4 separate regions of the Sus scrofa genome follow, and regions 1, 3 and 4 are each linked to region 2. Evidence: chromatin contacts called from public Hi-C, HiChIP or PLAC-seq and promoter capture Hi-C data. All regions are on one chromosome and are shown on one strand. Each heading gives the region's core, a stretch centred on a gene start, on an enhancer-like site or on the middle of the called end of the contact. The rest is flanking DNA. Distances are from core to core; before and after follow the strand shown.

Region 1 (5,715 bases), core at 2,944-5,443, 620 kb after region 2:
AGAAGTTTGATGGGTACCACCAGCCTACCCCATCAATAGAATTATTAGATGGAAAAGAGCATCAACCAGCAGATTCCTAAGAGACTATATGTTCCTTGACTTTCTTCCTCAGTGCATAGCTAGAGGCTTATGGGACAGAAAGGGGGGAACTGCCACACAGATTACATGCATTAGTCCTTTTTGAGTTAACTAGGATAGGTCAGTGCCCTGGAGTCTCCTTACTGGTGGCAAAGCTGAGGCTTGCCCCTATGATGTAGATACTAAAACAAACAAAAAGCCTGCTCTCCTTTGTGTCCCAGTGGGAACATCCATGTGTCACCTCAGATGATGTGTTTATCTCTTCCTTGCTATAACAGCAATAATGTCATACTTGAGGATTCAGTGCCTACATGTAGCAATTGGCTTGGTTTTGTGTCACATACTCCTATCTCTCCAATATCTATGTTACTCATCACAGGGGAAGGTGAAGAATATGACAGTAGATGAATACAAAGCTATCAGACTACTTCCAAAACAAAGAAAAATGCATCTTTTATTAACTATAGGAACTTTAATGCTCAAAAGTGTGGTTTGTGGATCAGCAGCATTGGCATCACTTGGGAGTTTGATAGACTGCTGACCCACTGAATCCCAGGCCTATTGAATTAAAAATCAGCATTTTACTAAGATCCCTGGGGGACTTGTATGCATTTAACAGTTTGAGAAGCAACATGTATGATAATATTATCACCTTTGTTTATGAACACATTTATTATTTTTGCTGTAATTTATACATTGATTAAATTTATGTTTTATACTGTTTTTTTGTTTGTTTGTTTTGTTTTGTTTTTTGGCATGCTTAAGTTCCTGGGCCAGGGACTAAACCTGTGCCATGGCAGGGATAATGTCAGATCCTTAACCCACTGAGCCACTAGGGAACTTTATTTTTTTGTCTTTTGTCGGGCTGCACCCACAGCACATGGAGCTTCCAAGGCTAGATGTCCAATCGGAGTTATAGCTGCTGGCCTATGCTACAGCCACACCAATGCCAGGTCCAAGCCAAGTCTATGTACTACACCAAAGCCCATGGCAATGCCTGGATCTTCAACCCACTGAGTGAGGCCAGGGATCGAACCTACAACCTCGTGGTTCCTAGTCAGAATTGTTTCCGCTATGCCATGACAGGAACTCCCTTTTTTTTTTTTTTTTCTTTTCTTTTTTTTTATGACTGCACTCAGAGCATATGGAAGTTTGCAAGCCAGAGACTGAATCTGAGCTGCAGCTGCAACCTATGCCACAACTGTGGCAATGCCTGATCCCCAACCAACTGTGCCAGGCCGGGGAGCAAACCTGCACCTCTGTAGTGACCTGAGCTAACACAGCTGGATTCTTAACCCACTGCACCACAGTGGGAACTCCTATAGAGCTGTTTTATTATGAATCCAACATGCTATAACTAAATTTGTAGTGGGAGGAAAACTGGAGGTGGAAATAGTACAGATACATAGTGAAATAGGTATTTTTTTTCATTATGCAGTATGCAGATGTTTATTGAGCTCCTACTGTGTATAAGACACTGTCCAAAAGACTTGAAAGCAAAGTCTCTGTTTTCATGGTGCTTAATTTTACTAGGGGGGAAACTCACACTAAACAAATAAATTATATGTCATCTGATAAATACTATGGTGAAAAATAGATTAAGGGAGAATAGGGGATGCTTTTTTCTTTTTTGTCTTTTTAGGGCCAGACCTGCAGCATATGGAAGTTCCCGGGCTAGGGACTGAATTGGCTGGCCTATGCCACAGCCACAGCAATGCAGTTCCGAGCAGCGTCTGCAACCTACACTGCAGCTCACAGCAATGCTGGATCCTTAACCCACTGAATGAGGCCAGGGATTGATCTCACTTCCTTATGGATACTAGTTGGGTTCCTCACCACTGAGCCACAATGGGAACTCCGGGGATGCTGTTTTCTAAAGAAGTGTCAGGGAATGCACGCAGATGTCTTAGTCTGTTTGGGCTGCTACAGAAAATACCAAAGACTGGGTAGTTTATAAACTGAAATTCCTTTTTCACAGTTCTGGAGGCTGGAAGTCCAAGATTAGGGTGCTAGCATGGTTGAGTGAATGCCCTCTTCCAGGTCCCAGATTTCTCCTTGTATCCTCACTTGGTGGAAAGGGTTAGGGAGCTAGTTAAACCTATTTAATAAAAGCACTAATCCCATTCGTAAGGGCTCCTCCCTCATGACTTAGGGCCTACTTCCTAATACTATTACCTTGGGGGGGTGGTATGTCAACATATGAATTTTGGGAAGACACAAACATTCAGAGTACATCAATGGACAAGTGATTCTTTTTTTTTTTTTTTTTTTTTGGCTGCCCTGTGGCATATGGAGTTCCGGGCCAGGGATCATATCCAAGCCAAAGTTTCCACCTACACCACAGTTGTGGCAACATGGGATCCTTTAACCCACTGTGCAGGGCTGGGGACTGAACTTCTGTCTTGATGCTGCAGAGACGCTGTGGATCTCATTGCACCATAGTGGGAACTCTGAACATGGTGATTCTTCAACAGAGACTTGAAGATTGTGTGTGGGCATCTGGGGAAACAATATTCTGGGTAAAGTCCCAGAGAGTGGAATGTGCTTTGTGAATTTGAGGAGCAGCATGGAAGCCATGTGTCTGGAGTGATATAAGGGAAGGCCAGAATAAAATAGTTGGAGATGTTAAAGAGGGAAGTGTGGGAGGAAAACATAAGTCCTTGTTGGCCCTTTTAAGTGGGATGGGAATCCACTGCAAAGTTTTGTGCAAAGGATGTAACATCTTATTTCTATGCTGAAAGGTCATTCTTGTTGCTATGTTGAGACTAATCCATGAGTGGGGTGAGTGTACAGGCAGAGGCAGAGAGACAAATGGGGAGGCTACTACAATAATCCATAAAAGATTTAGTAGTAACTCACATCCTGGTGGTAGTGGTGTAGAAAAATAGTTAGATGTGTTTTGAAGATACAGCTGAAAGGCTTAGTCTGAATGTGACATATATAAAAAAGACAGCGAGGATACTTGTTAGGTTCTAGGAGAATGAAGCAGCTAATTACTAAAACGGGGAATATGGCAACAAGGGTAATTTCTTCTCCTCCTGCCACTTCCAAAATTTTCACATGTCATTTCACAGGTCTGCTGGAGAACCAAGAGATTTTGAAAAGGCACAGTTTGCTAACAACTACCCCAAATTATTCAAAACTCTGCTACCTTAGGGAGCAATTGTAAAGGAATGAGTATGGCTGTTTTCCAACAAACTTTAAAAACAATGGAATTTGAATTTCATCTAATTTTCACATATCATGACATATTATTTTGATTTTTGTTAAGTTTTCAAGTAGGATGGTCTGCAAAACCTAAAATATTTTTTCTCTGTACACTTTGCCAGCTACTGATATTGATGGAAGGAAGATGGGACACTAGTGATGGTATACGGGATTTCATTATACTAGTTTACTTTTGTATACTGTTTGACATTTTTCACAATAAAAGTTTTTTAAAAATGTTTAGGTGTACTAATCTCATGCGTCTTTCCCCAACTCCTTAAGCACCTTTCCCCCTAAAGTGGTCTATAGCTAGTAAATGCAGTTGTTTTCCTTTCGTATCTTTTTTTTTTTTTTTTTTTTTTAAGAGCAAAGCCCTTTTAATTCTTTAGTAGTGATGAAACAAGCCCGTTGTGCTTGACACTCAGCGACAGCGGAAGTATGAGACACAAACACGATAAAGGATTTTGGGGTGCGTGTGGGAGCAATTGTCTGTTCTTACATTAGCGTACACTCTCAGGACCAATCCCCTTTTTACAAAAAGAAATCAAAATGAAATCCTCTTTAGTTATCACCGTAGGGTTCCCTGCCCTCCAATGATTCCCGGAAATGACGCCACGAGCCGAACGCTCTGTCTGCCCATCCCCGGCAGCAGCAACGGGTGGACGTAAGCACGTCGTCGGTCCTTAGTCTCGTTCAGCTCGGGGCCGACAGGAGCGCCCCACCGGGAACCGGCCGCCGGGTCTTCAGAAGCCGGGTCGACTGCGACTGCGCAGGTATGCTGGGGCGAGGCTTCAGGTCATCCCGCCCCTTCCCAGCCTTCGCAACCAATGAACAGCTAGTGCCCTGGGGCGGGTAAATCCTTAGAGGCCAGAATGATTAGCCGAGAGGAAAGCCCCTCCTCTGGCCCCCTCCCAGCCTCCCGCCCCGCCCCGTGCGGTCGCCGCCCCGCCTCCCTCTCCTGCCCGCCTGCTTAGCTGCGGGGTGACACGGGGCTTCGCTGGGGAAGGGGGGGGCAGGGAAGCAGATTAGACGGCCTGGCGGCGGCGGCAACACGACCCCCCAATGTGAGCGTGGTGAGGCGAGCGGGTCGTAGGGAAGAGGGGGCCGCGTGGCAGAAATGGGAGGGCCCAGGGTGTTTGGGGGTGAGGGCGCGGTAGAGAGGGGGGCGGCCGTGAGGGGGCGAGGTCGACCCGGATGCGGTCGAGAGGGCGTGGGTAGTGGGTCGCGGAACGCCAAGCTCGCGTTGCCCCTTTGCCAAAGCTTCTCTTGGCGGCTCGGCTCGCATTAAGTTTGCCTCCCTTTCTCGGTTGCCCGGGATGCGAGGAGGAAATTTAAAGGTCCCCAAAACACTCGGAGGTTTTCCCGAGGTGTTTTCCTTGCCGCGCCGGTGTTTTCCTTGTGCGCTCCTTAACTGGATGGAGAGGTAGCGAGGCCAGGTGGAAAGGTCGACTTTCACTCCCTGAGGATTGTTGCAACAAACAAACCAGAAATTCTTCCCCCTCCTCCCCACGCCCTGCCCTGCAACACAGCGACAAACATTCCCAAGAAGTTTTAAGAAGCAGCCTAGAGAATTCCAAGGGATTCTGTCTTTGAAATATGTCAGTATGTGTGCTTTTTCTTATGTTTATAGAAAATGTATGAGTGGGAACGGCGTTTTTGCTGCTTACTATCATTGGACACATTTTTTGTTATGAAAAATACTCATCTTTGAGTTCTGCCCAAGAGGATTCTGATTTTCTGTTGATGTGAAATATTGTATTAGCTGTGATGTTTTTCTGAAATACCAATTTCTGTGAAATCCGATCAGTTGTGAAAGCTTAGCCAGTTGTTTGTGGGCAGTGAAGAAAATAAATCTCTAGTTTTTATAAACCCATAATTGTTAATATGGCCTCTTGTTAAAGGGAATCTTGCATCTTTTTCTCTTTTACAGATTTATGTAATTGCCCAAAGACCACTGATGAATATATGTTGGAATAACTGCTGAAACTGAATCTTATTAACCAGAAAGCAGACCGTCCTTTGTTTCACTTCTTTTTGTTTTCCCTACTGCTTTGAGTTTTATTGTAACAGCTGAAAAACTTGGAAAATAAAATGAACATACTGTGGTCTTGAACACAATTTTTTTTTTTGAGGAAAAATTAAAGTGCCAGAGTGAAAGCCAGAATGGCATCCAGAGAGAGACTCTTCGAACTTTGGATGCTTTATTGTGCGAAGGTAACTACTTTTCTTTCTATTTCTAAGTTTTAAAATACTTTGTTATAAAAACTTTTGTAACTGCCATTATTAACATTTTATTTAATGGATAATATCATGTTTATTTATAGTAATGACCTCAAATGTAAAAACGCAGGATTTTCTGTTTTCTGCTTTTGCAAGTTCGAACACATACCCAATATTGGCATGTTATTAAAAAGTGTACGGTGTGCTTTT
Region 2 (5,142 bases), core at 2,149-4,648:
CTCCAACGGCCCGGACTTCTGGGTCAATATTTACTTCCATCAGAGGCAGGCATAAGCCTTGATCTGGTTCCACTGTCATGTGGATTGAGGCTTTAACCTTTGACAAGGTATCTCTTCCTAAAAGTGGAGTTGGACTCTCTGGAACAATCAGAAAGGCATAAGAGAAGAAAACAGACTCCCAGTCACAACTAAAAGGTTACATAGAATTTTGTAAACGGCTTGCCAGAAACACCATGAATAATAGCAGATGTACTTGAAGGGGACCCAGGGTTGGAGAGGAGGATCAAAAAGGTGGCTCCCATACCCACAAGGAAGTTGATAGGCTGTCCTCCTACATTCAGAGTCACCTGGGGCTCCTGGGTAGTGATAAGGACAGGAGACAATATGGAAAGCCCTGGGTCCCATCAGTCTTGATCCTGGGCCTGAGGAGTCAACCTCAGAGAGAGTGCAAGCCTTGGGGCCTTCCCCTTTAAAGAGTCCCTCTTTTCCACAGAGGAAACAGGCTCTGGACTTGGGTCTTTGCCCTAGTCCTTTTGCCTTGAAAACTCCCAGGTTGACTCCTTGTAGAGCCTTAACTAGAGCCTCAGCCTTTTCTTTGTCTCTCCTCTTTTCCTTTGGCTCTTCCTGGTCCTGATTATAATACAGCTGACTTGCTATTCTGAGGAGGTACTCTGGATACTGATCAGGGGCAAAAGCCAATTTCTGGAGCTTCCTCCATATATCTGGTGCCGATTGAATTATGAATTTATTCTTAAGAATTTTTTGGCCCTCCAGTGATTCTGGGTGCATTGGTGTATGCTTCCTCAATCCCTCTCTGAGCCTTTCTAAGAAGGCCAATGGACTCTCTTATTCCCCTTGACAGACCTCCAATAGTTTAGAGTAGTTAACAGGCTTCACTCATGCTGCTTTTAGGCCTTCAACTATACAAGTGATAAAATGGTTCCTATGCTAATTTCTTTGTCTCCCTCATAAGTAGACCAATTGGGATTGCTCACAGGAACTGCCTGACCTCCTGTAGGAATCATGTTAGCTCCTCTTCTGATTTACTCCTGGCATTTATAACATACCACTCATCTCCCCGGCCTTGAGCATATTCATTCTAAAACTTTATTCTTTTCATTTGTAGTCAATGTCTGGTTCAGCAATAACATGATGTCCCTCCGGGTCAACTTGAAAGATTGCGTGAGACCCTGAAAGACCTCTGTGTATCTATGTGGATCGTCAGTAAATTTTCTCAAATCTGCTTTACAATGGGATGGACTTGTAATTTAAGGGGTATTCTCTAAGCTTATAAAACTGGATTATGAGGACCTTTATCCATATAGCCCTTAGATCTTCTTCCCACAGTGTAAGGGGCCTCCCTGTGTCTTGTCCTCTTAGGGATGCCACTAAAAGATGGATTTCCATTAAAAACTGGACTCTGGCCACTCAGCTAACATTGCTCACTGTGATATGCTGCTTCCTGATATGCTGTAAAAAATAGGGAAGATGGAGGTGAGTCTCGTAAGGGGGTAGGGACGGCTACTTTAAACCCTCCCTCACCTTTTAAGAAGTCACAAAAACAGGAGTTCCCATCATGGCGCATTGGTTAACGAATCCGACTAGGAACCATGAGGTTGCGGGTTCGGTCCCTGCCCTTGCTCAGTGGGTTAACAATCTGGCGTTGCCGTGAGCTGTGGTGTAGGTCGCAGACGTGGCTCAGATCCCGTGTTGCTATGGCTCTGGCGTAGGCCGGTGGCTACAGCTCCGATTAGACCCCTAGCCTGGGAACTCCATATGCCGTGAGAGCGGCCCAAAGAAATAGCAAAAAGACGAAAAAAAAAAAAAAGTCTCAAAAACAGTATTTTTGTTTATGACAGGTCTTTTGAAAATTGCTAATCCTCAGGAATAAAGTAACTTGTGGTTTCCAAAATGCTTTACAAAGGCTAGAGTATATAGAGGGAGGAGTACCCAGGGTGGGAGAAGGGGAAGGCCACGTTGTAAAGTTTGCCTTGTGACTTGCTTCAGCCGTCTTTGGCCGTCTCCCTCGTGGGACATCCCGTTTGGTGCCTCTCAGCATATGGCAAGTCCATGTAAACCCCCGACTGGGACTCCTGGTCTGACTGGGCTCAGAAGGTCTGCCTTATAGCCATATGAGGTCACTCAGGGGCTTAAATGGAAACTTGGATCAGGACTCCACACTGGCTTTGTGTCCATGACACGTCTCAGGCACACACATTCATTCTCCTTTCAAGAGGCAAATAGGAACTGAACAAAGTAGAAAGCAAAATCACAAGCTTGCTTACCTTATGAGTGCTGGTGTATCAGATCTTGGACAGGCCCCGGAAAGATGTTACCGGAATCCCAGTTCTTGTTCACGGAGCTGAAGAATGAACTTTGTGAACACACAGGCAGCAAGAAAGCAAAAGTCTTTATTAGAGAAAGGCAGATAGCTCCCAGCACAGACACTGCGAGGGAGAGGAAGATTTCCCACACACTAACTTTCTAAGGAGGTGTTATCTCTTAAAGACAGGGGTACCAACATGGGGTCCTGCTATCAGTCCTGCTCCCTGTTGGCCTTGCCCAGCACCTATACTGGGCCTTGTCCAATAGGGGCTTAGAGTCAGGATATACTCCATAGGCTTTATGGTCCTTTTGTTCTTCTTTCCCTTAGACTTAGAGTTGCCATTCTTTACATTCCTTTTCTAGCAGCCAAATGTGTAGATCAGAGGTTAATGTCCACAGATGTACTTTCAGTAGTTAATCTTCCAACAAGCAAGGGCTGTTTATCTTGATTTGTTTTTACAAATTTAAAACCGTGGACATTAATCAGGGAATATATGGAAGCCCGTGTTCCTACACTAACTATTGGAATTATTATTCTGCCTCACAAGTTCCCAGGCTAGGCGTTGAAACGGAGCTGCAGCTACCAGCCTAGCCACTGCATCATGGGATCCCAGCTGCATCTGCAACCTACAAGCCCCCAGCTTGCCGCAATGCTGGCTCCTTAACCCACTGAGCAAGGCCAGGGATCGAACTGCCGCTTCATGGATGCTAGTTATGTTCTTAACCTGCTGAGCCCCAAGAGGAACTCCCTGAAGGTTTTGTTTATTTTTGTTTTTAATTTCTTTTTTTGGCAGACCTACAGCAGGTGGAATTTCCCAAGCCAGGGATCGAACATGCGTTACAGCGGCGACCCAAGCCACAGCAGTGAACAAGACCGTACCCGTAACCCGTAGCCACCACCATTCTCCAAAGCAGGACAGTTTTCCCTTTCAGATTTTTCTGAGCTTGAGCAAATAAAACCGCGGTTGCGCTCTACGAAATCTCGCGATATTTTTACGGTCCTTTGTGGCGGGAACAAAACGGAAGCCAGGGCGACTCTGCTGCGCGTCATCTGTCGGAAGTGAAGTCACGTCCCAGAAGCCTTGGGGAAGGAGAAGCGCCGGGACGCTTTCTGCATGTAGTCAGGTGTGGAACGTTTTTGCAACGTGGTCTGGCTCTTTGCCGGACGGCGTGCGCCCAAGTGCTTGGCCAGCCGCGGCCTTGCGGGCCTTGAGGGCCTACAAATTTGGTCTTTTTTTCACTGGTTTAAGATCTCGTGTCACGCCACTCGGCGCCCTGACCCGGCTTCACCATGTTGGTGCTGTTTGAAACGTCCGTCGGCTACGCCATCTTTAAGGTAGGTGGGAGCCATTGGAGGGGGATGGCGGGTGTTGGGCAGGGGAGGAGAGGGAAAGACCTAAGGGGAGGACGACAGCGCTCATGTTCTCGTGGGTGCTTTTCTGCCCCCCTGGTCCGAAAGGAAGGGCCTGGAAGGTTTGGGCCTGGAAGGCGCCTATTTCGGTGAACACGTGGCGGCGTTGTTTGGGCCTCCCGGTTCTGTAAGGGGATTTGGCCCAGTTAGAGAGGTGGGCAGGTGCCGTATTAGAATTTTACAGGTTATGATAAAGAGTTTGGATTTTGTTGAGTGATTTGAGGAGTAATTGGGAGACTTTAACGGAGGAGTAAACTGATTTAACTTTATTAATGAAGTTGCTTTGCTGTGTGTGAAGTGGATTGGCGGGACGGGGTGCAAGAAAGGAAGCAAGGATATTTTTGCGTTAATCTAGACAAGATGAAGTTACTTGGATTAAGGTTTGTGTGGGTGGAAAGAAGTATTGGGAGAAAATTAGAAGGTAGAACTGATGGGATTGGCTGAGGGATAAAAGAATGTGAGTTTGGGGTTTAAGTGGGTGTGGTGGTAGGGAGAAGATTTAGGGATCTGGGAGGGTTACTAAAGTGTTACATTTTGGGCCGTTTTCAGCGTTTGATGTCTGTTAGACATGGAAATGCAGTGGTCATTTCAAGTTTGAAGCCCAGGGGAGAAATCTGAGCTGAAAATTTGAGTTTTGCTTATTTTAATTGGGAAAGTTTAAAATTAACTTCATCAAGGAGTTCCCGTCTTGGCCCGACTTAGGATCCATGAGGATGTGGGTTCGATCCCTGACCTCACTTAGTGGGTTAAGGATCCCTCGTTGCAGTAAACTGTGGTGTAGGTCAGCTGCCACAGTTCCAATTGGACCCCTAGCCTGGGAACCTCCATATGCCACGATTGCGGCCCTAAAAGACCATAAATAAATAAACAAATAAAATTGACTTCATCAGCAAGGAAATAATTGAATAAATAATTGAACAATGTGACTATCGTTTAGTAGGGTGCCATTGAGATGTTAAGAGAATGAGGTAAATTGAGTGGTATCCTGGTGCTCTACAAACATAGTAATGAAAAGCATATTTTTCATATGTACTGACAAGGTAAAAAATGCTAGATAAAATATGGTATGATTCTAGGCATCAATCAAAAAAACTGATATGGGTGCAGAGAGTGTGGAATGGTACCAAAACGTCGATTTGGTGCAGTTTTTCATTTTATTTTCCAAGTTTCTCTTTGGCATTTGAAAATACCATTTGCATATTACATTAAGTACTTGTTTTAAGAAAACCAATAAAGGAGTTCCCTTGTGACCTAGTGGTTAGGATTTGGAGCTTCCCGCTGTGGTCTGGTTCAGCGCCTGCTCTAGGAACTGAGATTCCATACTAATCCATTGCATGCTGCAGCCAAAAAAAGTGGGAAAAAAAACAGTAAGATAATTTAAAACCAAAAGCTGATATTTCTTATCT
Region 3 (5,614 bases), core at 1,280-3,779, 840 kb before region 2:
AGATAGAACAACTGGTTCAAAAGCACTAAAGCAGGGCTTCAGGATTTATTCTAGATGTCCAAGGTATGCAGTAGGAACCGGTATTAGGAAATAATGCTGGAAAATGCTTTTCCAACCTTTAAGGTCAGTAATTTTTTTTTTTTTTTTAAGGTCAGTAATTCTGAAGTAGGTACAAGTTACCTGACCCACACTTTGAAGTAAGGCAGATAGATCTAGGTATGAATCTCTACTTGTTACATAAGCAAAGTTTTTGAACCTCAGATTATGCAACAGAATTATTTTAGTGATTAAGAGATCCAACGTATGTAGAGCTCATAACTGAGATGCCTGGCTGATTGGAAGTACTCAAATGTTTGTCTGACTCCTGTCATCCTATGAATAAAGATATGTAAATATAACAACTGTCTTTCAGTGTTTGATGAATGTCTGAGACTTGCTGAATGTTACTGAATTTTAAAAACAGAAAGCTGGAATAACTGCTGAGATGATAAAGTGTCTTCATGCTTGCCCTTTCTTACCACCAAATGTCCTTCACAATTTCTTCTGTAGTGTCATGTCACCACCGTCAACATGCTATTTGGAGATCACTCTAGCTCAGACTTCCAATTCTACAGCAAAGATTTGAAGTTGAGGGGAAAAATGACTGAAATAAATTAAAAACAAAAACCTGGAAGAGTCCTTTTCATTTTATTTCTATGGTCCATTCTAGCTTGATGAATTTCCAGTGAAAAGTTTGTTTCTGGGGCAGAAACTGCAGGTTTAAATAAAAGGCTCGTGGGCAAGTAACCGAGTTCACCACTATTAAAATGACCCAGAAGTCTTTCAAGTGTTTGGGAGATTATCTTTATGCTGATACTAAAAGGATATCTGCCAATATTCATTATTTACGGTTGAAACTAAAGGCAACTGTCTTTCTTTTAAAAGACGTCTGGCTCAAAATCAATTGCAAGAAAAGCCCAACTCAACATAGAGCTCTTTTCCACTATCGTCTCATCTCTCTCCCATCACAGATGGCGACTGAGGCTTAAGGTTTAACGTCCAGACACTAAAGCCGCTCATCGCTCGGGGATGGGGCACTAGGTGAGTACTGTCCGGCAGAGGATGGGATACTGCTAATCCTCCTCAGAGGCGCATCTGGGGTGAACCCGGGGACCAGAGTCCAATGCCCACCACTTCGCCCTTATCCTTAGAAAACCACCCGCTTCCCAGAGCGGGGCGGGGACCCGGCGAGCACCCAGCCCTCCAGTACCCAGCTCCGGCTCCAGTGTCCGCGCGCGACCTCCGAGGACCAGGAGGAGCGCGGGGCGAGGAGGCTCCTCTGCCTTCAAGAGAAGATGGCAAGAGCAAGTTCGGGTCGTGCGCGGGAAGGTTACTTACAGGAATAGCCCGGGGTCCTCGGTCCTGCGCCCGCGCTCCTTCAAGGAGAAGATTCTAAAAGCGGCGGCAGCCTAGGAGCAGCAGCCAAAGCGGCCGCCGCTGCCTGTAACCGCCCGGGCGTGGCAGGGACTGGTGGGCGACTTCACAACATCATCACTCGGCGACTTCGGTTTTGCAGCGACGCCGGCTCAATTACAGTCCCCCGCCCCGCACAATTGGGGAAGAGAGGACGAGACCCACTCTCCCAGCAGCCTCTAAGGCGCTAGCGCACTACCTGCTGGGAATTGCAGTTTCCTCTAGGCCACGCCCCTAGCACGAAAGGCCACGCCCCCTAACCGGCGGCCCCGAGGCGGGAGGCGGGGCCGCGACCCTGCAGCCGGGGTGGGGCGAATCCCGTCCCGGCGGGGTGCCCCGGGCTGGGGCCGAGTTCCAGGCCCACAGTCCCAGTCCGGGTCGCGCCGCCCTCTTGAGCTTCGCGGCCCGCGCTGGGAGCGGGCCTTGCGCTCTCGCCTTGCCCCTGGGCGGGCCGGGCACCCGGGCCCTGCACCTTTGGCTGCCTGAGGAGAGCTGCTGGCTTTGGTCGCCGCCTAGGTAATGAGGGGACGCCGGGCCGGGGAGGGTAAGGGAGGGACAGTTGGGACGTGAGGGAGCGCGGTTGCGTTCGCGCTAACCTCGGGAAGCCCGGGACTAGAACTCGCCACCCTGCCTCAAGCCCGAGCCCGGGCGGCCAGCGGGGCTGTGGAGGGAGCCCGGCTCTGCGTGGCGACCGGCCCGTGCGCCCCGCGCAGCTCCGGCTCTGCCCGGGAGTCCTGGGCCTCGCGGCGGCGGAGGCACCTGCGTGCGGCGTAGGCGGCGCCTGCTGGGGTTGGCGGTGCCAGGTGTTTGGGGGCCCATCCGCCCGCCGCGCTCTCCCCCGGCCCCGCCACCCCCACCCTTACCCTTGCTCTCACCTTTGGCCGTGCTTCCCCGCTCGAGAAGTTTCCAAACCGAGGACGCCCTCCGGCCCCCGCTCCGTGTGACACCTTCTGTGAGTTCGCTAACAAAGTGCCCCAAAACAGGACTCGGAAGGAAGCTTTTACATCATTAAATGCTCAAGCTGCGTTTGGTCCTCGGTATTTAAGTTCAGCGTTGTGTTGTTTCCTCGTGGGTTTGTTGTGTCAGGCACCTTTTCCCTTAGAACTTGATCAGAATTTGTGACAGCGCCTACCTAGCCTAGAGCCTGGCACACAGTAGGCACTTCGTAAATATTTTTTGAAAGTGTGAGTCACGATGCTAAGTTTGGAAAATTCTACTGAGTTGTGCGTCGCTCTAATTTTTAAGACTTTATGGGTTCCCAGGATCCCTTTGAAACTTACAGTAATCTTAGAGCTCTGCGCAGTTAAATCAGGTTTTTTGCATTCCCAGTAACAGTGGTCTCTTTTGGATGTTTACATTAACTAATTCTCTCCCCCCTCCCCAGTTGTGTAATTTAGATGCGCTCCTGATTTTCTCAGCAAGTGTTAATTTAACCTTTCAGATTAAAGCCTTAGGAGGAACCATTAATATAGAACAGATTTAAATTATTTATAAGGCTTTATCCTAATTAGCTTTTTAGATACAAGTGCAAGAGACCACACTGATGTACCTGTGAATATATTTAGAAATACAAGTCTCACCATGATTTTTTTTAAAGAATTTATATTTATACCTAGTGAAAGCGCATGCAGGAGAAAATTATGACAGCAAAGCTATCCTTCCCTCCCCCCGCTGCCCTTAGCAGGGGCAGCTGCTGCCTTGACCTCAAAATGTCTTATAATATTATCTCTTAATAGTCTGTCACATCTAAAGCAAAATCTCTGGGATTAACCCATGCACAGTTCTCACAGATTGTGTTTCTTATGAGTTTTTCTGGGAAAAAAAAAGTGTAATGGAGTTTACAAAATTTTTGTTGTTTAAGAACTTACTTATATTACGTGGGAAAAGCAGGAAACAAAATCCTGAGAACCAGGAAATTCAGTTAATCATGATATCTCTAATCTTACTGCTTGTGGGAATGTCCCCTACAAGTGGTCAGGGCCTTGTCTGCGGTGGTCACTAATGAGTGTCCCAAGTGCCTAGCACAGTGCCTGACCCATGACAGGCATTCATTAAACATTTGTGAAGTGAATACTTGGCTTTTTTAGTCAATAGCACAGTGACTTTCAGGTGTGTGGTTTTTTCATTTACTCGGATGTTTCCTTAGAATAAGTTAATGGAAGTGAGAATTTTATTAGGTCAAAAGGTATGAATATTTAAAAATTAATTGGAGTAGACTTGCAATGTTGTGTTAGCTTCAGCTGTACGGGAAAGTAAATCAGCTATACATATATCGATTCTTTTTCAGATTCTTTTCTCGTATAGGCCATCACAGAGCATTGAATAGAATTCCCAGTGCTATATAGTAGGCCTTGTTACTGATTGATTTTTGTATATATATTAGTTTATATATGTCCCAACATTTTTATCATTATTAAAACATTGCCAACCTGCTTTCCAAATGAGCCCTATTGTTTGGTACTGCCACCAATAATATCTGAGTGTACCTTTCAAAACATCTTCTTCAGCTCTTATATTGACACAATATTTGCTAGTTCTGAGCCCTTTCAGATGAAATATTCAATTTGATCTCAGTCACCTTGGAAAGTGGGCAGGGCAGGTGTTGCATTCCCCCTCTTGTAACACAGCAGACACCAGCGTCTTACATTGATGATAGTGAATGGCAGGTGACAAAATAATCAAGCACTCTCAGATTTTTCTTCGTCCTGTTTTCTGTCTTTGGTTTATACTGAATATCCTGAGTAAATTGACATCCTTCCCTAGCAATAAAATTGGCTGCTACTCTATGGTGAGCAAAGTCTTTTTCTTTCTCATTTTGTTCAGATGTTTGTAGATACCTTGATTAGACTTGGGAACTTCATTAAAATGAAATAATGAGCCACAATTTAGATGAAAGAGATATTGGTTAGGTATAAGGAAAGACCTGGCACTAGCAGGTTTAGAGCATTACCACCTTTTAGGAAAGATCTGGAAACTTTTGGTGGTGCTTTAGTAGCTCCTTGAATCTGAAGAAGCTCTTTTAACCCTCTGAATCTGTTAGAATCTTCATAAACTATTGAGCTTAGTACTCCGTTAATGAAAGTGGACAGAACTTATTTGTATGATTACTGCGTATCTTTCATATATGTCAGTAAATTCCAAGAAGTAAAAGAAATCAGATCTAAGAATCATAAAATAAAAAATATTCGACCTACAGAAACTATTATTTTTGTATGGAAATGACACAAAAAATTTTAAAACATATGGCGAGAAGAAAATGGTATTAATTCCTAGTCTGTTACTAATCCTGATTCTTTCCCAAATTTGCTGGTCAGTGACCCTAAGTGATTTAATGGTGATTAATCAGATGAGGAAGATTAATTACCTATTAAATCATTTTGGAAGATGCAAAGTTTACTTATAAATGGAACCATTGGAAATTCTTGGAGTATATTTATAGTTGGCACCATTTATTAACCAAAAGTGTGTCCAACATTGCCTTTTCTGTATTCTTATATCTGCTTAGTGTTTTTTAAAAACATAATACAGAAAAGATAGGAAAGGAAAGATGGGGGTATATGGAGACTTTGGAAATATTCAGAATTTCCTTTCCACTTCACTCTGCCTTTCTATTTTAATGTCAGGTCCCAAATAGTCTTCAGTAAACAGAAATGCTTTTAAGGACACTTTGCCGAAATGTCTGTAATCCTCTGTTAGAGAATAGCTGCCCAAATAGCAATGGGTTTATGGCAACTAGGTCTTCAAAGAGTTTGTATATAAATCTAAGTTATTTTGCTTTTTTTTTTTATAGTAGGATATTTCTTGAAGATAAAGCAGAAATCTTTGGAATAGATGGATTTTTGTCACTTTCTGTGAACTAAAGCGATTCAATGTCTCTTTTGGTAAGTTTTTAATAAACATGGATCTAATTTTGTATCAACAGAGTAGTTAGAGGTTAGTGCAAGGTCATAGAGGACATACTCTGATGGAATATTCTTATGCTTTAAGATGTTGTTTTGATCTGAATGACTTCTGGTCTTTAAAAATGAGTTATATTTTCATTGGGTTTTTGTCTTTTTAAAAAAGTGCTTCTCCTGTCCTTTTCTGTTATACTCCTTGTTTTCCTTTGTCCCATACCCACTTTTTTTCATACATTTACTGTCCTTAGATGTTCTTTCATCCA
Region 4 (5,302 bases), core at 1,622-4,121, 520 kb after region 2:
ACATATTATGTGGAAGGACAAAGTAAGTCTAATTTGTAGGTTTTGTTACCTTTTTCGCAAATCTAAATATACACAAACTCTAATGTATACACATAACACACATGACATTTATCTGCTTATTCCGGGAGTTAAAATACAGTGATCAATGATTATTTCCTAAAGCTTCATGTTAGTCTACAACAATCTTCATAAAACTTTCAACTGGAAAAAAACATAGTGATTATGCTACAGCATCACCGTATTCCTTGAGAAGTATTTAGGCTAAGTACACATACATATGTGCACTGATAATACAATTTACATATACTGTAAGCAACAATACAAGATAAGTGAATATGATTTACCAGGTCAACTCATAAAGCTACAAACACAGAATGAAAAGTGTAATTTTTTTTTTTTGTCTTGTCTTTTTAGGGCCACACCCACAGCGTATGGAGGTTTCCAGGCCAGGGGTCTAATTGGAGCTGTAGCTGCGGGCCTACACCACAGCCACAGCAATGCTGGATCTAAGGCACGTCTGTGACTTACACCACAGCCCAGGGCAATGCCGGATCCTTAACCCACTGAGCCAGACCAAGGACTGAACCCGAGTCCTCATGGATACTAGTCGGGCTCGTTAACCACTGAGCCACGATGGGAACTCAAAGAAGTGTAATCTTTTTTTTTTTGTCTTTTTGCCTTTTCTAGGGCTGCACCCTTGGCATATGGAGGTTCCCAGGCTAGGGGTCTAATCAGCGCTGTAGCCAGCGGCCTACTCCAGAGCCACGGCAACACAGGATCCAAGCTGCGTCTGCTATCTGCGACCTACACCACAGCTCACAGCAACACCAGATCCTTAACCCACTGAGCAAGGCCAGGGATCAAACCTGCAACCTCATGGTTCCTAGACGGATTAGTTAACCACTGAGCCACGACGGGAACTCCAAGAAGTGTAATCTTAATTGAGGTAGTATTTTTTTCAGTTTAGAGCTTACATTAGCTTGTTAATACAACAAATATTTACTATTTATCATCAGCACCAGAAAATCTCGGCAAACATTTGACTCAGTCAATCCAAGAAGAATAATATAGTCCCTACCATCAAGAGGCATTCTATATAATCAGAGATAGAACACAAAAAGTTAAATAGTAGTGTGCTATATGCCACAAAACAGAATACAACTAGGTTTCAAATGAATGCTACATACCTGCAGAACATTTGTAAAATTGGTAAAAATGTTTATATACATACAGGTATGCATACACAAAGCTCTGTATGTATACCATACATACACTATGTATGTATATAAATACACAAGTTTGTAACTGAATTGACTTCACACTCCTACCTAAAGCCAGTTCTATCAACCCCCTATTGAGAGCTCTACTTTCTAGCCTGGTTTAGAACGGCATTGTCTATTACCTATTTAAGAAAATGAAATCGTGTTTTCGGATACTGGGAAACACCACTAGCAGACAGGATATAACGACTTGGCCTGTTGTTAATTGTTCAGTTACATATAATGCGCTTCATTCAGGACGCAAACCTAAGGCCTTTCAGGCCCCTCTACACTTCAAATTACACAGAGCTTGAGAAGCCAGGCAGAAGGATCGGTGATCCTTGAGAAATTCTCGCTAGGTACTGCTTTCACCCGGGCGGAAAACGCGCTCAAGCGAGGAGTCTAGCAAAACAGAAAAAGTGAGTTGACGGCAAAGACAACCAGGGATGCACAAGGCCATCCCTAAGCGGTCATTTCAAAGAATCCCAGGGAAGGGAGAAGTGGGTAGAGGAAGAGAGTAAGCATACTTACTTTTTGTTGTCAGTGAAGAAGCGTGTCTGGAGCTGAGCCATGGCTTGCCTACAGAAACGTACAGGGTAACAGTTAGATAACCCGTGCTCGGGTCTTTAAGGCTACAAAAAGAGGTTGCTCAAAATTACACTGCACGTGTATATGAAAAACTGCAGTCCAACTCCGGGCTTCCGCTTTCCTTCCTCCGGCCTGCCTAGCCAGAAAGCACCACGAGGCTCCCCTTCCACAAGGCCCAGCCCACAAACATCGACTACCTATTCCTAGATTTAGGAGTCATCGATTAGTAAGGCATAGTCTTAAAGGCGACGTTTCCCTTTAATTTTGTTTGTATTTAAAAAATATATATATTTAAGCTTGCGCTCGATTATGAAAATACAGAGAGGCCTGATTCAAATCCGCTTATCCGCGCTCTCTCTCTCTCTCTTTTTTTTTTAAAGAGGCCATCCTTAGGCCCGATAATTCAAACACAGCTCCTAGATACTACAAACCCCAGAAAGCAGCGCTTGTCAGAAGCTGTACCCACTGGGAATTGTAGTCTTTCTTGCCTCTCTCCCCTAGGGATATCTTATTTGCATTAAACCTTCCCGACTCCAGCCAAATATCTATTATATTTCCTCTGCCATCAGCTTTAATTCACGAAAGCCTTTCCGGGCTTATCTGCTCAAGCATACTCCCAATCACACTTTCGGTCTACCGAGATTTTTCTTGGTGTTTCGCCACTAGCTTCAAGCTTTAGATCCAGGTGAGAGGAGGGGATACGAAAGAAAGAACGAATCAGAAGGGAAACGCGACGGTGGCTGATAGTGGTCTTATCTCGAGCGACTGCGCTGCGCGCTCCCGGAGGGGTGCGCCTGCGCACTGTGAGGGTCTCCATGGCGGGGCCTCGGAGCCAAGACGAGGTTGAGTAGACTCGTTTTGAATTTTCTTCCCTCTACTCCAGCACTTTTTGGACTTCCCTTCTCGCCCTATAGGGCGCTCGGCCGCGGTGGGACTGGGGGAGTCCGAGGTTTGGGAGAGCTGTCTGCGCCGACGGACGGGACACTACCTCCCAACCCCCCTTTCTTCCTGCTGCCTCCTCCTCCCGCCGCCTCTTGACCCGCCCGGTCCCTGAGCAACCGCCGGCCCCCGCCCCCTGCTGCAACCCGGCGTCGGTGGCGCCTTCAGCGCCCCACCTTGGGCGGTATTCGGGGCCCTATGTGTCGAGGCCTACTGCGCCCCGCCCGGGACGGGGTTCGCTGGAGAAGGTGGAAGTTCGTGTTTTTAGGAGGGTTTCAGAGCGCAAGGAAGAACCGCCTTGGATTCGGACCCCTGGGCTGGAGCGCCCAGTGTGTAGTCCCATGCGCAGCCCCGCGCCCCGCTTTTTAGAGTTCTTTTTTTCTCTTTAGGAGCCCCCTTTTAATTTCCTTTTAGAAGGAGAAAGGCGTCCTCCCACACTCTCTACGGTTTTTTACCTTTTCTTTCTTTTTTTTTTTTTTGAAGTCACCCAAAGGCCTAATGGTCCCGGGAATTATTCTAATACAACCGAGTTGTTTTTTTGAGGAAAGATGGATGGAGAGATACTATCTAGAAGGAGAAAGGCGTCCTCCCACACTCTCTACGGTTTTTTACCTTTTCTTTTCTTTTTTTTTTTTTTTTTTTTTGAAGTCACCCAAAGACCAAATGGTCCCGGGAGTTATTCTAATGCAACCGAGTTGTTTTTTTGAGGGAAGATGGATGGAGAGATACTATCTAGATTTCATAGTCGCTTTTTAAGGCATTCATTAGAGAAGCTCCAAGAGGGAAATTTAAAGAGACAGCAGTTTAGAGTAAGGCAGAACTGGATTGCAAAATTTTGGGAAGGGGTATGTGTGCAGGTGAAAACAACTAAAGCTCTCCTTGGTTACGTTGCTTAAAGATGTACTACGATTAAGTAGACGCCTGGTTTTTAAATCAATCATAGACTATGAGAAGGAATTTAAACAATTGTAAGCGAAAAATAATCTGTTATTAGCAGCAATGACAGTGAAATTAGGACCGTTTTCCGTTTACTCACCTTAGAATGTGGGTAGTGGAACCGGAATGCCTTATTTCGAATCCTGCCTCCGCTACTTAATAACTTCTCTGTGACACATCTTGGTCAACTGTGAGATTAAGTGCCACAGAGTAAATGTTAACTATTATTACCACCATTACCCTTTAGATACCAGGTGAACTAGAAGCTTTGACAACGTGAATAAGGACTAGCCTCATGATTAGAAGAGTAAAATGAAAAAACCTCTGTGCTGAGGGCCTAGGAAAGGACTAGACTTGCAAGTAGAATCCGTGGTCATTTAACCATGTGCATCATTGTAATTTTAAGAACTGTATGTCTTAGTTAGACCACCTGAAGCTTGAAACTTTTTTTCCTTCTTAATTGAAGTCTTGCTATTTAACCCATATATTTTGAATTTGGTAGAAGTAAAAAGAAATTTGACAGTTTCAAATATCATTTGCTTTAATCATATGTGATTTTTAAGTTACAGTAGTAAAATTGAATTAAAATTCTTAAAACTTGAAATAAATCTAATAGTTTTTCAGATAATTTTAGTAGTATATCATTGGTTAAAATATATTTTTAAATGTATAGTTAATCAGATTAATTTTTAACTATTATGTTTTAAAATTTATCAAAATAAAATACTATACCTGGTAGTTAATACAGGTTGATCCTAATTCAAATGGAAAAATATGATCAGTAAGATACAAAACCTAAATATGTGCTTAATAAGACTTCAGTTTGCAAAGCAGAAATGTTGAGTTCACTGAAATATGTGTTTCATTTGACTGAGACCTTTTTTAAGGGAAAATTAGTTAACATTCCAGGATAGCTGAACACCTACTCTGATGGCTTGGATGCTTTTTCAGCAGTGACTTATGTGTCGCATTTGGTGTTCACTCCATGTAATACCTAGAGTAGTTAGTATTTTTACTTTGAATGTTTTTCTTTACTAAGAACATTAACTTCAAGCTTTTGGTTATAATGATTTCCTACATGATTCATTTCCTAAGGTCCTTATGAAGACACATTGTTATCTGGAGAACCACAGCTTGGAAAATATGTTTCTCTTTATTAGAAGTTTATTTATTTCTGTATATGATAGCATGGTATGGTATGATAAAAAGAGTATGCATAGATATGGTATGATATAAAGAGTAAACCAGTCCTGATTTGGGTGATTTCTTTCCCCTACTTTTGAACTAAGCTCGAATGTTCTGTGATCTTAAGCAAGTTACTTGAGACGCCTTTGGTTTTCTTATCTATAAATAGAGATAAGATCTACCTCAGAGTTATTGTTAAGAATTAAATGAAATAATTATATAAATTCCTTAAAGAGCAAAGAGATAAAGAGATATGTATGTGCAGGGTAAGAAATGGGTAGAAAACAAGATTAAAGGGAAGTTTATGGAGAGGACAAACCTTAGATAAAAGAGACATTGTGAACATTGGCCTTAATTTTTTTTCCCTGAAAAGTTAAAAGTTAAAATAGATTGTT

The links. Promoter capture Hi-C pulls out the DNA fragments that hold promoters and counts their contacts. A called contact is a pair of places that touch in the nucleus more often than the background predicts. HiChIP or PLAC-seq counts read pairs in DNA pulled down with a chosen protein or histone mark.
Region 1: an H3K27ac HiChIP or PLAC-seq map of alveolar macrophages shows a contact between it and region 2. The contact joins the promoter of NBEAL1 here to the promoter of NOP58 in region 2. A contact is called at or near these places in 1 of 5 promoter capture datasets (liver) and 1 of 2 datasets of contacts at active chromatin or transcription factors (alveolar macrophages).
Region 3: a contact with region 2 is called in a promoter capture Hi-C map of liver, with 8 times the contacts expected there. The contact joins the promoter of TRAK2 here to the promoter of NOP58 in region 2. A contact is called at or near these places in 1 of 5 promoter capture datasets (liver) and 1 of 2 datasets of contacts at active chromatin or transcription factors (skeletal muscle).
Region 4: a contact with region 2 is called in a Hi-C map of skeletal muscle, with 2.6 times the contacts expected there. The contact joins the promoter of WDR12 here to the promoter of NOP58 in region 2. A contact is called at or near these places in 2 of 47 Hi-C or Micro-C datasets (liver and skeletal muscle) and 2 of 2 datasets of contacts at active chromatin or transcription factors (alveolar macrophages and skeletal muscle).

The regions. Positions count from the first base shown.
Region 1 is chr15:106,512,089-106,517,803 of Sscrofa11.1, forward strand. It overlaps NBEAL1 (neurobeachin-like protein 1), which reads left to right and starts at 4,194. Exons shown (of 55, transcript XM_021075109.1): 1 at 4,194-4,349; 2 at 5,216-5,499. The coding sequence starts at 5,449.
Region 2 is chr15:105,890,210-105,895,351 of Sscrofa11.1, forward strand. It overlaps NOP58 (nucleolar protein 58), which reads left to right and starts at 3,399. Exons shown (of 14, transcript XM_021075921.1): 1 at 3,399-3,661. The coding sequence starts at 3,617. It overlaps LOC102166561 (a long non-coding RNA gene), which reads right to left and starts at 3,353. Exons shown (of 3, transcript XR_308179.3): 1 at 3,206-3,353; 2 at 2,286-2,374.
Region 3 is chr15:105,053,525-105,059,138 of Sscrofa11.1, forward strand. It overlaps TRAK2 (trafficking kinesin-binding protein 2), which reads right to left and starts at 2,530. Exons shown (of 16, transcript XM_021075699.1): 1 at 2,328-2,530. It overlaps STRADB (STE20-related kinase adapter protein beta), which reads left to right and starts at 1,694. Exons shown (of 12, transcript XM_003133587.5): 1 at 1,694-1,968; 2 at 5,243-5,333. The coding sequence starts at 5,322.
Region 4 is chr15:106,407,852-106,413,153 of Sscrofa11.1, forward strand. WDR12 (ribosome biogenesis protein WDR12) reads right to left here and starts at 2,872. Exons shown (of 14, transcript XM_003133592.6): 1 at 2,485-2,872; 2 at 1,791-1,838. The coding sequence starts at 1,831. CARF (calcium-responsive transcription factor) reads left to right here and starts at 2,567. Exons shown (of 18, transcript XM_021075550.1): 1 at 2,567-2,689.